Linked DNA regions of Lactuca sativa: region 1 is linked to region 2. The links are chromatin contacts, called in public Hi-C maps. All regions are on one chromosome and are shown on one strand. Each heading gives the region's core, a stretch centred on a gene start, on an enhancer-like site or on the middle of the called end of the contact. The rest is flanking DNA. Distances are from core to core; before and after follow the strand shown. Region 1 holds the start of LOC111882160 (HIPL1 protein). Region 2 holds the start of LOC111882119 (protein MID1-COMPLEMENTING ACTIVITY 1).

Evidence for each region. Hi-C and Micro-C count contacts between places; a contact is called where the count stands out from the background.
Region 1: a Hi-C map of leaf shows a contact between it and region 2, with 4 times the contacts expected there. The contact joins the promoter of LOC111882160 here to the promoter of LOC111882119 in region 2. A contact is called at or near these places in 3 of 4 Hi-C or Micro-C datasets (leaf and seed).

What each region holds. Positions count from the first base shown.
Region 1 is chr4:192,146,351-192,149,050 of Lsat_Salinas_v11, forward strand. It overlaps LOC111882160 (HIPL1 protein), which reads right to left and starts at 1,293. Exons shown (of 7, transcript XM_023878517.3): 1 at 1,035-1,293; 2 at 783-940; 3 at 1-687. The coding sequence starts at 1,134.
Region 2 is chr4:191,847,624-191,850,323 of Lsat_Salinas_v11, forward strand. LOC111882119 (protein MID1-COMPLEMENTING ACTIVITY 1) reads left to right here and starts at 1,380. Exons shown (of 8, transcript XM_023878485.2): 1 at 1,380-1,712; 2 at 2,157-2,700. The coding sequence starts at 2,293.

The DNA.
Region 1 (2,700 bases), core at 43-2,542, 300 kb after region 2:
GGAGTTACAGGCACACCTTCCGGAGCAACTTGGATTTTTCGATTTGTCACAGTTGAAAGAAGCAAATAACCTTCCATTTTGAGCGAAATTTGGATGCAAAGCTATCGACATCAACCCGAATTGTGTATCGAAGTAAACCTCATCTGTCAAATCAAGAAACGGATTGGACTCATCAAGATCCAACCTACGTCCAGACCCGATTTCAGGAACTGTGACTAACCAAATTTGGCCTTTTTGGTTGGAGAAGAAAGCCCGGTTCGACCCGTCGGTGTGACCCGCCATGTCAAGGTATGAACCGTTTCCGATTTTCTCCAAACACATGCCAGTTGGAGGAGCTTTGGTGCTGTTTGTAGTTATGTTTAGTTGGACTTTTTCCCCATTGAAGCAGACGGAATCTTCGAGTGAAGGTCCTCCAACTACGTTACAAAAATCCGATCTTGATTGCCAGATGTCAGTGAGCTTGTTGCTTGAATTCGCTGGTGTTGGAGCTTGACCTTGTAACAATGGCGAAAATGGTGAATTTCTTACGGATACATTCTGACAGGTATCCCATACTTTTTCACAGAAATTGTTATTAGCTTGGTTGGTTTGTGATGAGTTTGATGAAACTGTAGAGTTGCAGAGCACAGGAACTTGTCGAGGAACGGTTTTAATGGTGAAAAGCTCTGCTGAAAATGGATCGCATCTCTGAAAAATGGAAACATTCAAGTTTTTCTTGATACATAAACCCCAAAACTTGCTTAAAATCCAAACCTTCAAGTCGTTATAACCAAGAAACTTACAGAACAGAGGATGGATTTGAGAAGAGAAGCACAAGCAGGTTGAGATACATTCATCGATTCAAACTGCTTCTGTATATTCTTATCTTGTATAGAATCGCAGCATGAACTGCCATTGTAGTTACAGAAAACCAGAGGAGTCTTCGGTTTAAGTGGAGCACCTATTATATATACACAAGAATCATTAGAAACATAAACAAAATTATAAACTGGAAGTTCGCTAACACGTAATGGGGTTTCTGAGAAGTTGATTACTTGAATCTGTACACAAAGGAAGTGACAGAGCATGAGTGATGAGCAAAGTTACAGAGATGAAGATAATGAAGATGTTCATAGTCGTATGATGAACAGCCATGGTGGAAACAAAGTTCTTCTCACTTTATCTTCTTCATGGAACCCTAATGAACCATTTGACTTGTGATTTATGAAAAAAGTAGATAGATAAAGATTGGATTGTGATGGCATAAGGTATTGAATCATGTAGGGAGTGTTCATAGTTGACTTTGTAATTAATTTCTTGATCCAAATATATATCCGGTAGTTGGTATGGTAGCAAGTATATGCTTGGTCCAGATATTGTTGTGTAATTGTTTCTCGTGTTTTTTCTTAAAAAATAAATAAATCATTGTTTTTCTTTTTTTCTTTTTTTGGTAAAAACACTACTCCGAAAACATAGTTGAGAGATATTTTCCATGAATCCAAGAGTGAAAGAACAAAAAAAGGAGGATCTTGGTTTGTTTTATATGTCGTGTAAAAAGCATTGATTGCAGCGCTCATGGATAGCCTTGAAAATTTTATCCTGGATTGGAATTGTATTACATTAGAGCCAACTTGCAATTTATTATTTCTTAAAAATAAAGGAAGAAATCCATGTGCGAAGAAACACAGACAATATTTCAACTGCTTGAAGGCGACATGGATCATAAAGAAAAAAGAGTGAGTTATGACCATGTAATAATTCACGGGAGACATTTGACTTGTAATTTAGTTGGAGAAGAATATCCCTTTTAAAACTTTAAATTTGTTTTATACGGCATTTTTTTTAGGTTTACTTGTTTGTTGATTGATAATTATCACCAGCTTTTGTAAGCTTTTTCCAATTTTGTTATAGCGTTTATGCCATCAATATACTAATTTAGTCGTTCAATAAGTTATGATTGTTTGGCAAACGTCTTAATGATTTTGCACTGAATAATAAAAGTATCATATAATAATTTATAGGTTCCAAACGAAAACATGTTATATGATAAGATTGTCGAATGAAAGTGTTAAATGATAAAAATTGTAATTTTGCACTTCTGTTTAAAAAAAATAATAATAAATATCAAAAAATTTAAAATTCATACAAAATAAGATACAAAATTCTTACAAATACTTCAAAATTAATCTCCTTTAGGAACTGGCAACATCTCAAAGAGTTTTAGAAACCCATGACTTTTTTTTTCTACGTTACTTAATTACAAACAATAACAATACTAATAACAATACCACCGATTTCATAGAAATAGGCACAATCCCATAAGAATATGCATGATATATTTCCACGGAAGATCTCCAAAAGAAAAGAAAAAGAACAATAAGAAAAAGAAAATGAAATACAATAAAATAAGATAATATTCCTACATTTAAAACGTCAATCTATAATGAAGCAAAAATAAATATAAACAAATTAAACTAATAGCCAAGTGGGGGGAAACGTAAACAAATTTTTTTTGTAGGAGCAATGCAAAGGCAAGGGTTGATCCTAGTAAATACAAACAAGAACTATCATGCAAATAAATGTAAGATGATAGGGGCTTAATACCTATAGCATAAACAATGGGAAGGAAAATCTAGTACCTATTTTATTTCTATCACACTGCGTTAGTCTGATACTAGCCTCCATGTCTTCCAATGAGAGAACATGTCTTCCTATCAAAAA
Region 2 (2,700 bases), core at 130-2,629:
AATCTCCGCGAGGATTCTCAGATGGTCCTAAGCTCTCAGAAGGGTAGTGCTTTTCAGTACTTAGAATATAGTGTACTTCTATGACAAGATCACCACTGTCGTTAACGACAAAAAATATAAATAAATAAAACGTTTATTTATTTGGCGACCTCTAATTAACGGAACTTTTATAAAATGGAATATTCCGTTAACGGTAACGGGGTAATGTAACAGAATAAACTTTGGGTTGTCACACTAGGAGACATGAAAGGTGCTGTGAATATGACTAAGTTCGGCTGGTAGATCCAGTCGACACACAACCCAATCCTCTCGAGCTAATACCCTGAGCTAATAGACCATAAGAAGTATGATTGCACAAATGTATGTGTAATTAAAAGTGGATGTATTCAAAAATGATATATATATATATATATATATATATATATATATATATATATATATATATATATATATATATATATATATATATATATATATATATATATATAAAAGCGCAAAAAAGGCATTTAGTTTTAGCAAACTTTGTTTCTTCTCATTCATAGTTAATCTTAGAAGAAAGTTATATAATGAGCTATTATCTTTTATGAACTCTATCTACAGCAAAAATGAGTGTCTATATGTGCACCTATTGTAATTATTGTGAATTACATCCCAATAATCAAATTTATATGACTAGTAGTTTGATTTTTATATTATTTAGATTCATTAGATTTAAAATAATCACATTTGAAAAATAAAACATTCTTACTTTGAAAAAATTTATATATTTTTCTCCACTTTAACTGATCCCTCTTTATTCGATGGGTGACTTTTGCCTCGATCTATATCTCCTTCCTTATAAATCATAAAACCTATATAATTGAACTCTTTATTGGTAGAAGAGTATGCTCCCTATACATGCATCTACTCCTTCCTCATTTACATTTCTAATAAAATTGCACCAAAAATGATTCGTGTTAGTTGTGTTGAAACCTTGTTATCTTGCATCAATCTTCACCAATGTGAAGACATTTCCCCACAACATTGTTGGATCAATCTGATATTGCCACTATTTAGATTTCTTGAAAAAAACCTTACTCAAATCATTATATCATATTACACAATAACTAAATTCAAAGCATTAGACATATTTTCATTTTAGTTTATATATTTGGTTAAAACATGAGTTGTTTGATTTGATCAATAATTTACTTAAGTTATTTTACTATTTGTCAAATATTTTAAAAACAATTGAAAAAGAATACTAAAACCTAATTTTAGATATATAAAGGGTTGATTGTAACCATTTGCATTAGATAGGTCTTTCATATGCAAGATAACAAATCGTTAGGGGAATGAAATACAATTTTGTCAAATAGACAAAACTATCTAATCCCATATCATACAACTTTGCTTTTCTTTCTTTTTCTCTCTCTCTCTCTGACACACACACACATTGCTAGAGCAGAGACAAACGACACCGAACCAAACTCCAACTGCTTTAGAGAGAGAAAAAAAGAAAAGGTTCAACTTCTTCCAGAAATGCTCTGAAATCTATCATCAGGAAGAAGAAGACGACGACGTAATTCGTCTGTATTCTGACCAACCAATCCAGCAAATAAATGCTTAGTCATTGTTTCTGCATCAATGCTCACCGAACAACTGCACTTATTTTATCCAGCAAAAAAAGCTAGCAAATTTCTCAATGAACCCTAAAAGACTGAACACCAAAGGTAAAAATCCATATCTATCGAACATTTCAGTTTTTCTATTTTCTTTAGTTTCACACTCTTGCGTGTGTTTTTGTCAGTGAATACAGACTAATATGCATGCCTACTGTTCTTTCAAATTGCATCTGTTGCAATTAAGGTCAACTTCAAGTGAATCTGAAAATTTTTCTGTTTACTAATTATGCGCTGTTTTTTTATTATTATAATTTATTATGTTTTTTTTTATTTGATCTACTTATTTATTCTCAATTTCGTTCTAGTTGAAGACTGTAAATTTCCGATATATGTTGCTCGTATTTTTACCATTTGTTCCTCTTTTAATCAATCCTTCGTTTTATCAGATAAAGAAAGCGAAAGCTAACAGAGAATCTCTAAGATCTCGTGTCTCTAATTTCCTTTTCTCTATCATTTCGCATTTAAATATTGATTAATTTCAATCTCTACCAGATTCTACTATTGAGGATCCTTGAATTCAATTCCATTTCTCGAAGATCCTTTGAAGATTCTACAAAAGAAATAATTGAACCTCTCTGAGAAACATAACAAGCGAAGAAATTTAGGGTTTTGGGAATTAGTGTGAAGAATGGCTGCAGCATGGGAACATTTTGGAGAAATCGCAAATGTAGCCCAACTAACAGGTTTAGATGCAGTGAAGCTAATAGGGATGATTGTCCAAGCTGCTAACACAGCTCGTTTACACAAGAAGAACTGCAAACAATTTGCAACGCATTTGAAGTTGATTGGAAATCTTCTTCAACAACTCAAAATCAGTGAGCTGAAAAGGTATCCAGAAACACGTGAACCTTTAGAACAACTTGAAGATGCATTGAGAAGATCCTACATTTTAGTCAACAGTTGTCAAGATCGAAGCTATCTCTACTTACTTGCAATGGGATGGAACATTGTTTATCAATTCAGAAAAGCACAAAACGAAATTGATCGATACTTAAAGATTATCCCACTCATCACTCTTGTTGATAATGCTCGAGTC